Linked DNA regions of Bos taurus: region 1 is linked to region 2. A link is a contact called in public Hi-C data. All regions are on one chromosome and are shown on one strand. The core of a region is the stretch at or near the end of the contact, and the rest is flanking DNA. Distances in the headings are between cores, read along the strand shown.

Region 1 (5,909 bases), core at 434-2,933, 93 kb before region 2:
TAACCACTCCTGGTTGAAAGGAAAGCCAGGGGCAGGATGATAAATGGTTCTCAATCCCCATCTACCGCTGCCCCCAACGAACCACTCTGTCATGGTAGCAGGAGGCTTCTTGCCAACAGAACTGAAAAGCCGTGCAGTTCACAAGCAGGGCCAGCACATGGTTCCACCCGCAGAAGCTTCTCCAGGGCCCTCAATCTAGACTCTTTCTTCTCTCCCACCCTCTTCCTCTGCACCTTTGTTCTGGGTGGGTTTTCAGAGCTTCTCCATCCACCACCCAAAATAAAACCCAGTCACTTCATGACAGTTTTGGAGCACATGGGCCGTGCTGAGCAGTGAGACCACCCATTAGTTTAATGAAGGTCTATTAAAAACGCATAAAAACCTCACCCAACAATAATAAAGAATGCAGCCAAAGCCAGCATCTTCAATGTATAACAGGCTGCGTGCAAAGTGAGAATTCCCTGACAGCATTTGGAAAGATGAACGCGGGCTGCCTGGGGGCCCAAGTCTTTCGTTGGCTTCAATTTTTAAAACTCTCATTGTATGGAGACGTGACTACACATACACACGCGACATTAAGTGGTTTTAAATTATTACTAGAAGAAAAGACGTACAATTTGCAGAGAGCCTGAGAAAGTGCCCTATGGACGGGTCTCCCTGCATTCTTTTGATCTTTGCAATTTTCACCTGACAAAGTAAGGCGAACGTCAGATTAATTTCCTTCCCTCGGTGCTCAAATTCTTGAAAAGTAGCTTCTGCTACAAAAGAAATGACTCAAAAGTGACTCATTCACAGGGAAGCTCTGTATTTTCCCTTGTTTTTGATATGGCAGCTCAGGCAGCTCTGCTTCCAAGGGGAGAATGTACAGATGTTACAGCCCTGTTGGCTACTGCCCACTGTCAGGACAGAGAGGAACCCCAATCATGACTTCCTTCTGAGATTTTTTTTTCACGTGGACCATTTTTAACGTTTTTATTGCATTTGTTACAATATTGCTCCTGTTGTTTATTTTTGGTTTTCTGGCTGCAAAGCATGCGGGATCTTAGCTCTCCCACCAGGGAACGAACCTGTACCCTCTGCAGTAGAAGGAGAAGTCTTAACCACTGGACCACTAGGAAATGTGGTCCCACATTTTGGGGTCCATTGTGGTCAGGTCAAGTTCCCTGACCACAACTTTTAAAGGCAGAGGGTTATAAGTCAGGAGCCCAAGTCCAAACATGGAAATTTCCCTTGACTCTCTCAAGTCACTAGATGACAGAAGCTGCCTCTTTAATCTGATCTTTTCCCTTTACAGGCAAAGATTAAGCTATTCTTAGAAAAACCTGCCTGCAGCAGATTGTTTTTTCTTCTTTAAAAACAACAACCAACCATACCATCAAACCAATAGATCATCCAGAGTGACCAAGTTCCTCTTCCTGCTCAAGAAAACACATAGGAGAAATGTAGGAATTATAGAATACTTGGCTTCCAAGTAAGACTCTACAGTCAGAGTATGCCCCTGGCTTTCCAAATGTTCATGCCGTCCACTTCCCAGAGAACAAACTAGCACAGTGCTCCCAGATTTACAAACAGAAGCCCGCCATAACTGCGAGAGGAAATCTAACCACCCAGGAAAGGCTGGGGCCGAGCGGGAAGTGACAGACAACGCTGCCAATTCACTATTCTCCCCAGAAGTACGAGCGCAGAACACAGAGCTCATTCTTAGCATGGGGTGCAATGACGCTGGCAGTGGCCCTGCGTGAGGACGCCTCCCGTAAGCAGAAACGACAGGGCTGCTTTACCTTCAGGGCACCACACAGTTCAACCGTGTCTGCATCATCCACCACCGTAATTCGAAAATTTGGAGTCTGCAGAAGTTCTTTGAAGAGAAGGCCATTCTCCATTATCTTGCTGCCTATTGAAAGGTTAGAAAAAACAGGAAATTAATAATGGCCTCTCGTCTTAACTTTCGCATCTAACACAGTTTAAAATGAGTTTTGGACTTCCCTGGTGGTCCTGTGTTAAGACTCCGCGCACTCAATGCAGGGCGCACAGGTCCATTCCTGGTTGGGCAACTAAGATCCCCTCATGCCCTGGGGTGTGACCCAAAATTTAAAAAAAAAATTTTTTTAAGCCAATAAAAAATCTTTTTAAAAAGACCTTTTTCTCATTACAAAAGTGACATATGTTCCTGATAGGAAATTTCATAGTCACAGGACTAGAAACAGAAAAATATTCCACAATCCCACCACAGATAAAATCAACAATTTGACATATATCTCTAACTTACCAAAATTGGAATATACATAGTTTTTCTCAATTGAGAACATAATGTGGATTTCACAATCAGCTTTCTCCTATTTACGGCAGGAATAATTTTCAGTGATATCCTATATTTTCTACATTATTTTATTAACAAATGGCTGCTTTGTATTTTATTGCATACATGCATAATATTTTATCTAAGTGTCTTTCTATTGTTTGAGATCTAAAATTGTTGCAACTGTTTCCTACCATAAACACTTAGAGGCTCCCTCCACAAAAGTACCTCCCTTTCCACCAATGCTAGGACTAACCTCAGGATGTGCCTGGACTCAGTGGATGAGACAATTTCCCCACCCTTGGGGTCAGTCACATGACTGGCTTTGGTGAAAGTGAAAGTGTTAGTCGTGGACTTAGCCTGCCAGGCTCCTCTGTCCATGGGGTTCTCCAGGCAAGAATACTGGAGTGGGTAGCCATTCCCTTCTCCAGGGGATCTGCCTGACCCGGGGATCGAACCCGAGTCTTCTGCATTGTGGACGGATTCTTTACCACCTGAGCCAGTTACATGACTGGCTTTGGCTCATGGGACCAGACCTGACACAGCAGAATTTGAAGCCCATTTGTGCAGCAGCAGGGCTGGTTCCCATGTCCATCTGCCTTCACTGTGGGAACACACCCAGCTGGCCTGCTGGACCCCACAAGAAGATAGGAAGGAGCACAGCACTGCCTCCCAGTGGACCCACAGATGTGTCAGCTCTGCTTATTCTGGATGCCACTAAGAATTCAGGATTATTTGTTACTTAGCATCACTATGGCAACAGAGAACTGATACAACATCAACAAACATGTTCAGTGACTCAATTGGTGGAGGATGGAAATGCATTCAAGGGCTCCTTATTTCTGCTCCCCATTGGGACCATGCCTGGAATGATGTGGAGGATCAGTACTTTTCACATGTTACTTTTCTATTTATAGAGACTTTCAGTTCAAAACAAAACTAAAACTTTACACATAGAGCCTGATGTGAGATCTGCTCTGGTTGGTGGGGTGAGGGGTGGCGCTCAGCTCCGGAAATCAGGACGATAAAATTCGCCAGCTCGGTCCTGGCTCCCACGTCATGTTCTCCACACAGAGCTGGCAGAAAGCTCCTCCAGGGACCACAGCACTTGGGCTCTTCCAGCCTTGAGTTTCCTGAGCTTGTCTCCCAAGCTTGTCTGCACATTACAATCACCGGGAGATCTTTAAAAACACCAAAGGCCAGCCATACTCCATCATCCATTAAATCACAAGCTCTGGGGTCAAGCAGGCATCACTAATTTCTGACACTCTCCTAGTGACTTCAATGGGCAGACAAGTTTGAAAACCTCTGATGTGATCTCTAACCTCATGAGTAAAACACTATGGCACATTCAGCACTGTCATGAGGTTAAAGAAGAATGAGGTGTGCAAACTGCCTATTAGTTACAACAAGCACGCAAGGTCTATATAATCACAACGGGATAGTGATATTTACGTGCCTATGATTGACTTGCCCCACTCACACACAGGAGGCCCCAAAGAGGTTTACTGAGTTGCCCTCGGTCACACAGCTAGTAAGAGGCAGAGCCCAAATTCTAACCCGGATGCTCTGGCTCCAGGACCTACATGACCTCTCTCTATGCTGTGCTCCACTCAGGGGCAGGAAGAGAGAAGCAACAAACACATTACAATTAGAGCCACAGTCTTCCACTGCAGGAAAAAAAAAAACCACAGGATATTCAACAAAATTACACTCAGAAGTAATATAGTATCAAAATGATCCAGGGGAGGCCTTCCCCAGTGGTCCAGTGGTTAAAATTTCACCTTTCCAATGGATGGGGGTGGGTTTGATCCCTGGTCAGGGAACTAAGATCCTGCATGCCAAAAAATAAAATGAACAAACAAAGTTCAGAGACGAGTAGAGAGAGAGAGGGTGGGAAACAGATGAATAAGGCCAGCCAGCAGTTAATCATTACTAAAGACGGGCAGTGTGGGGTCCTAATACAGTTCTCTCTACTTTTGTTTGGTTTAAGGACATTTTCCATCATAAAATGTTTAAGACAGCTACACCGGATACTCAGAAACATTTTCTGTTCTACAGGCCACTGCTATGATGTCATTTAGCTGAATGCTCGTTCGTCCAAATATTAGAAATATCCTCTGTCTGAGCAAACTGTCCTCTTCCTTTTATAAACAGCCATCCAGACCAGCAGCACTGTCTCATCACCTGGGTTGGGTAAAGCAGCCCCAGAGCCACACCACGATGCATTCATGGTCTTTCTCTTCTGTCCCTCACCACGGGCCACTGCCAGGTGCCTGCAACTCGAAGGGGGCTCACGAGCAGCACAGACAGGCCCCCACTCCCTCTAAGCTACTTGGATCGAGCCAGCAGCAGCTCCGAGTAACTGGACACGCGGAGGGGAGCAGAGCATTCTCCATCTCCCACCGATACAAGGTGGCATCTGCTGGTGCCTCCATGCTGCAAATTACGCACGGGGTTCATTAGAGACGTGAGCTTGATTTACAGGAGTCTCACATTCTCTCAAACGTGCTTTTATTTATTTTATTCTCTTCCATTATGGTTTACTACAGGATAGTGACTCTAGTTCCCCGTGCTATACAGTAGGACCTTATTGTTTACCAATTTTATATAACAGTGTGTATATGCTGAACCCAACCTCCTAATTTATCCCTTCCCCACCCCTTTTCCCTTTGGTGACCATGGTTTTCTATGTCCGTGAGTCTGTTTCCATTTTATAAATAAGTTCACTTGTGTCATATGTTAGACTCTACCTGTAACTGATATCAAATGATATTTCTCTTTCTCGGTCCGACTTACTTCACTTAGTATGATCATCTCTCGGTCCAATCGTGTTGCTGCAAACGGCATCAAATGTTTACCCTTTAAATTTTTAAATCTTCTGAGTCATGGGAAAGCATTGACCGTATTATTATTACGATCAATGTCTTAGGCAGTGATGAGGCAAGAAGGGACCCAGGACATGTGATCCAGAACAGGGAATGCCCATCAGCCATGTGGAAGGGCTTGTCAAACTCAATATGAACCAAAAGACAGGAAAATCCCCCTTCTCTTCCACACAAAATTTTGGAGATAATCAACCTATTTAATAAGACTCCTTCACATCCCATCATGAGAAGCGCTGGACTGGAAGAAACACAAACTGGAATCAAGATTGCCGGGAGAAATATCAATAACCTCAGATATGCAGATGACACCACCCTTATGGCAGAAAGTGAAGAGGAACTAAAAAGTCTCTTGATGAAAGTGAAAGTGGAGAGTGAAAAAGTTGGCTTAAAGCTCAACATTCAGAAAACGAAGATCATGGCATCCAGTCCCACCACTTCATGGGAAATAGATGGGGAAACAGTGGAAACAGTGTCAGACTTTATTTTTCTGGGCTCCAAAATCACTGCAGATGGTGACTGCAGCTATGAAATTAAAAGACGCTTACTCCTTGGAAGGAAAGTTATGACCAACCTAGATAGCATATTCAAAAGCAGAGACATTACTTTGCCAACAAAGGTCCATCTAGTCAAGGCTATGGTTTTTCCAGTGGTCATGTATGGATGTGAGAGTTGGACTGTGAAGAAGGCTGAGTGCCGAAGAATTGATGCTTTTGAACTGTGTT
Region 2 (6,224 bases), core at 16-2,515:
TGTGACCCCATAGACTGCAGCATGCCAGGCTTCCCTGTCCTTCACCATCTCCCAGAGCTTGCTCAAATGCATGTCTGTTGAGTCGGTGATGCCATCCAACCATCTCGTCCTCTGTTGTCCCCTTCTCCTCCTGCCTTCTATCTTTCCCAGCATCAGGTGGCCAAAGCTTCAGCTTCAGCTTCAGCATTAGTCCTTCCAGTGAATATTCAGGGTTGATTTCCATTTGGATTGACTGGTTTGACCTCCTTGCAGTCCAAGGGACTCTCAAGAGTCTTCTCCAGCACCATAGTTTGAAAGCATCAATTCTTCAGCGCTCAGCCTTCTTAATTGTTCAGCTCTTACATCCATACATGACTACTGGAGTCTTGCTGTGAAAAGAAGCTAAATTATGATGCCTGAAGGAGCGTTTCCATTTTTTGCAGGATTCTGCACAACATCCTCTTGGTTAAAATCTGAACACATTCCAAAAAGAGCTTAAAAAAAGGAGGGAGGGGTGGGAATCCCCTGGAGGTCCAGTGGTTAGGACTTCAGGGTTTCACTGCCTTGGGCCCAGGTTTGATCCCTGATGGTTCAGCCAAAAAAAAAAAACCCAAAAACCAAAAACCAAAATCTGAACACATTCAATTTTCTATTAGTTTTTTGAGCTAAGCGTATTGAAAAATATAGAGAAAAATTTAGCAAATATTCCCATTTACAACACCAAGTTGTTGGTTGGTTGGTTGCTTGCTTTTTTGACCTTGAAGCCCGGCTTGCAGGATTTTAGTTCACTAATTCAGGCTCTCATCAGTGAGAGAGCTGAGTCCCAACCACTGGACCACCAGGGAAGTTCCCCAGCATCAGGAATTAATAACTTACCTGTTTTGTCTGATATGCATATCATCTTCTTATTAACAAATATGAAGCATTATAGATGAAGCTGGAGTCCCACCCCTATTCCTCTCCTCTCTTTGCCCTGACTTCAGTCAGCCCTGATGAGTTTTATCTGTGTTTTCCAATCCATATTTTATAATTTTCATACATAATAGCCAATGTAGGGTATTAATTCACATACTGTTTTATTAACAAAGTATGGCTCCGCAAGCCATGGCTATTCTCACTCAAGTTTGTATCCCAGAACTCCAGAGCTTGTCCTCTCTGGGCATGACAGTAGCCTGTCTGGGGTCTGAGGCAGATCTGTGGATGCAGTTGCAGTGTCTCTGGCCCAGGAGTGAGGGTGTCACTGAGGAAGTGAGGGGGACCTCTGGGGAATTTCAGTCCTGCCTGCTTCCTCCGCTTAGCACGCTTGGCTAAATATAGCAGAAGCTGAGCGCCACCTGCAAAGTTCAGCTGTGAGGGCTCCTATTTGGAAAGGAGAGAACGTTAGCAGCATCGCTGGCCGTTTTCCAAGAACAATCTTTTGTTCAAGATGCCAAACGTGCTGCAGATACCAGTTGATGCAGGGTTTTCTTTAATGACCAGTGCCGTGTGTGGTAGGAAGCCCCCGGGGGTAATAGTCATTAAGGGACCTTTGAGACACACACACTTCCCTCAGCTGTCCCTTTAGGCATTCCTATAATCACATTGTTCACTTAAAAAGAATGCAAAACGTGAGAGTTGTGAGTTAAGCTTTACTGGGGGCAAAATGAGGACTGCAGCCCGGGAGACAGCACCTCAGGTCGCTCTGAGAGGCTGCTCCAAAGAGGTGGGGGGTGAGAAGAAAGTCGATGTATGTATGATTTGGTGAAGGGGGAGTTCATGCAACAAATATTTATCTTTGCAAAAGTCTTCTGCTAGTCAGGAGGAGCTGATGTCATCATGCAGGGATTAACTGCTTTTCTAGATATGAGGAGATACAAGAACTGGGCTGATAAAATCAGCTCCTGAAAATATCTAACTGTCTAAAGACCTGTTCTCTCAGTTTTTCCCAGAGCACAGAGTGCCTCGTTCCTTCTCTCCAGCCTCACCTACTATGGGGCGGGGGGAGGGAAGGGGCTGAAAATCAGCAACTGCTGCATTACCTGATTTAATCTTTGTAGAGGTACATGGTGAGTGCCCGTGACAAGTACCAATTTGTAGCTGACAACATCAATCTGGGTTCTACGTTGAAGTTATATTAAGCAGAATAGAAACCCCTTACGGACTTCACTGGTGATCCAGTGGCTATGACTCCAGCCTATCAGTGCGGGAGGCATGCGTTCTATTCCTGGTCGGGAAACTAGATCTTGCATGCCGCAACAAAGACTTGGTGCATCCAAGTAAATAAATAAAAATAAATATTAAAAAAGAAAAAGAATTCCTTAAAGAATATTAAAGTTCTTACAGAATCTTAGTGAGGACCAACTCCTTGAGCTTAAAGGCCATGGAGCCAGGAACAATGCCCGACTCCCAGCATTTCTTCCAACACAAAGCTTGTTTCTGTGACTCTCAGCTTGTTTGTGACTATGTTTCCTTATGATACAAGCATTTTTATAAAATAAAAGTATGTGCATGTGCGTGTGTATAGGAATACTTACTTGTACATGGTACAAAATTCAAAAGGTATGAAAGGATAAACAGGAAAAAGAAGTCTCCTTTTTCTTGATGAAAGTGAAAAAGGAGAGTGAAAAAGTTGACTTAAAGCTCAACATTCAGAAAATGAAGATCATGGCATCCGGTCCCATCATTTCATGGCAAATAGATGGGGAAACAGTGGACACAGTGGCTGACTTTGTTTTTCTGGGCTCCAAAATCACTGCAGATGGTGACTGCAGCCATGAAATTAAAAGACACTTGCTCCTTGGAAGGAAAGTTATGACCAACCTAGACAGTGTATTAAAAAGCAGCAACATTATTTTGCCAACAAAGGTCTGTCTAGTCAAGGCTATGGTTTTTCCTGTGGTCATGTATGGATGTGAGAGTTGGACTGTGAAGAAGGCTGAGCACTGAAGAATTGATGCTTTTGAACTGTGGTGTTGGAGAAGACTCTTGAGAGTCCCTTGAACTGCAAGGAGACCCAACCAGTCCATCCTGGAGGAGATCAGTCCTGGGTGTTCATTGGAGGGACTGATGTTGAAGCTGAAACTCCAATACTTTGGCCACCTGATGAGAAGAGCTGACTCATTTGAAAAGACCCTGATGCTGGGAAAGATTGAGGGCAGGAAGAGAAGGAGATGACAGAGGATGAGATGGCTGGATGGCATCACTGACTCGATGGACATGGGTTTGGGTGGACTTTGGGAGTTGGTGATGGACAGGGAGGCCTGGTGTGCTGTGGTTCATGGGATCGCAAAGAGTCGGACACGACTGATCGACTGAACTGAACTGAACTGACTGCCAGATATATACACTGAGAACAACAAAATATTGCTGAGGGAAATGAAAGAAGATTTAAATAAATACACATCAAAGTTCATGGGCTGGAAGACTTGTTATTGTTAAGATGGCAATTTCCCCAAAACTGACTTAATTCAATACAATTCTTATCAAAATCTCAACAGACTGTTTTTTGTAGAAATTGATAAGCTGATCGGAAAATGTATATGGAAATACAAATAACCTTGCAGAACCAAACAGTTTTGAAAAGGAAAATCAAAATTGGAGGATTTATGTTGTTCAATCTCAAAACTTATTAAAGCTCCAATATGCAAAAGGTATTATTATGCCAGTTAGGATACCAGTATCCTGAGATGTGCTACAGAATTGATGAATCTTGACAACATTATGCTAGGTGAAAAAAGCCAAATGCAAGAAACTATACATAGCATGATTCCATTTATATAAAGTGTTGAGAAAAGGCAAACTTGGGACATATGGTACCTATGGCTGATTCATGTGGATGTATGTCAGAAACCAACATGATATTGTAAAGCAATTATCCTTTGATTAAAAATAAATAAAAAAAAAAGTAGATCAGTGGCTGCCTGGGGCCAGATATGGATAATGGGATTGTCTGCAAAAGGGCTCTAGGGAATTGGCTGAAGGGGTGTTCTAAAAATCAAATGTTAAGACTCTACACTTTCAATGCAGGAAGTGTGGTTTGGGGAAATAAGGTTCCATATGCCACTCATAAGTAAATAAAGTGAGTAAGAAACACTCTTAAAAAAAAAAATTTGAATGTGATGATCATTCAACTTTGTAAGTCTACTGGAAATCATTGGGTGAATGAATTTACAATGGGTGAATTTTGTGATATATAAATTGTACATCAATAACGGAGAAGGCAATGGCAACCCACTCCAGCACTCTTGCCTGGAAAATCCCATGGACGGAGGAGCCTGGTAGGCTGAAGTCCATTGGGTCGCAAAGAGTCGGGAACGACTGAGTGACTTCACTTTCACTTTTCACTTTCATGCATTGGAGAAGGAAATGGCAACCCATTCCAGTGTTCTTGCCTGGAGAATCCCAGGGACGGGGGAGCCTGGTGGGTTGCTGTCTATGGGGTCACACAGAGTCGGACACGACGGAAGCGACTTAGCAGCAGCAGCAGCATATATTTATCTGGGTGCTCCAGCTTTTTGTTCCAGCACATGGAGTCTCCCATCTTTGAATCTTTTATCTTCGTTGCGGCATGTGGGATCTTTATTTTATTTTTACTGGAATATAATTGCTTTACAATGTTGTGGTAGTTTCTTCTGTACAACATCATGAATTAACCATATGTATGCATGTATCCCCTCCTCTTCAGCCCCCTTCACACCCTCCTACTCCACCCGTCTAGGTTATCACAGAGCACCGAGCTGAGCTCCCTGAGCTATAGTTGTGGCATGTGGGATCTAGTTCCCTGACCAGGAATCGACCCCAGGCCCCCTGCATTGATAGCGCAGAGTCTTAGCCACCGGACCACCAGAGAAGTCCCTGAATAATTTTGTATAACTCACTTCTCTTCAGTTATTAACATATAGGGCTGATCCCCATTAAGTGGTCTGCAGATATTCAATGTACGAAAACATCAAGGTAAGAAAATGCTTTCTATTCCTACTATATAATCGAAGCTTGCATGATCTTTGTCATCAGTGTTTCTTTGCAAGTGTTTTCCTTTCTTACAACTTTTCCTCCTACCACACATATCTGCTTATTTTGAATTTTCGCCTCTTCTTAAAGACCTAACTCAAATACTACTCCATAGCTTATTTCATCCTAGAGCTATGATTATTTGTGTAAATAGATGATCAAGCATGCTTGTGCACAAAGAAGGGTGCCTTACTGGTCCTGCCTCTGACGCTGCTGCTGCTGCTAAGTCGCTTCAGTCGTGTCCGACTCTGTGCGACTCCATAGACGGCAGCCCACCAGGCTCCCCGGTCCCTGGGCTTCTCCAGGCAAGAACACTGGAGTGGGTTGCCATTTCCTAGGGCACCTCTAAGTGCTTGTTGCATTGAATGGAATGTACCACCCCCTAGTGGCCAAATAGAAAAACAACCTCAACTTTTCAGAAGGCTGGCCCATTTCTTCCAACTCCTGTGGACTTTGGAAGGCTCAAAATTTGTGGGAATCAATTCAAGAGTTTTGAGGGCGATGTTCTAAAATTGGAATGTGGTGATGTTTGCATGACCCCCTCAAATCAAGAGCGGCTTGGACTCTTTCTTGGTGGAAATGACCTTTTTTGCATTTCTCCCCCGCTCGCTACTCCTTCTGTCACTTTTCCCTTTTCTCCCTTATGGACGTTCCCCCACCCTTGTCACCAATTTTGATGTCTTGAACCCTGCTCTTCTTGTTATCAACATTTCACTACTCAGTTATTTGAAATTGTGATTTCCTTTTGATTTCTGCTTGTTTATTATATTCAGCTGTTCCCAGTGTGAACACACAGGAAGCATTATTTTCTTTTTGTTTTGTTTACAGGACTTCCCAGGTGGCACTAGTGGTAAAGAAGTCGCCCGCCAATGCAGGAGACATAAGAGATATTGGTTTGATCCCTGGGTCGGGATGATCCCCTGGAGGAGGGCGTGGCAACCCACTCCAGTATTCTTGCCTGCAGAATCTCATGGACAGAGGAGCCTGGCGGGCTGTGGCCCACAGGGTCGTGCACTGAAGTGACTTAGCACGCAGAGGACACCGTGGGGACTTCCCTCGTGGTACAGTGGATGAGAACCCACCCGCTAGTGCAGGGCACACGAGCTTGATCCCTGGTCCTGGAGGATAATTGCTTTACAATATTGTGTTGGTTTCTGCCGTATATCAACGTGAATTGGCCATAGGTATGCATATGGCCCTCTCTCTTGAACTCCCCCGCTCGACCTCCCTCCCCATCCCACCGCTTCTAGGTTGTC

What was found. A called contact is a pair of places that touch in the nucleus more often than the background predicts.
Region 1: a Hi-C map of skin fibroblasts shows a contact between it and region 2, with 4 times the contacts expected there. The contact joins two enhancer-like sites. A contact is called at or near these places in 4 of 11 Hi-C or Micro-C datasets (liver, skeletal muscle, skin fibroblasts and 1 more).

What each region holds. Positions count from the first base shown.
Region 1 is chr22:6,633,870-6,639,778 of ARS-UCD2.0, reverse strand. GPD1L (glycerol-3-phosphate dehydrogenase 1 like) reads right to left here. Exons shown (of 8, transcript NM_001100363.2): 5 at 1,782-1,894. Among named protein-coding and RNA genes, the nearest start is that of GPD1L, 43 kb to the right of the region's middle. Within about 2 kb of position 1,683, at least 11 of the 102 cell types and tissues checked have an H3K27ac peak or open chromatin away from gene starts, as enhancers often do.
Region 2 is chr22:6,540,017-6,546,240 of ARS-UCD2.0, reverse strand. No RefSeq gene overlaps it. Among named protein-coding and RNA genes, the nearest start is that of OSBPL10, 43 kb to the right of the region's middle. Within about 2 kb of position 1,265, at least 5 of the 102 cell types and tissues checked have an H3K27ac peak or open chromatin away from gene starts, as enhancers often do.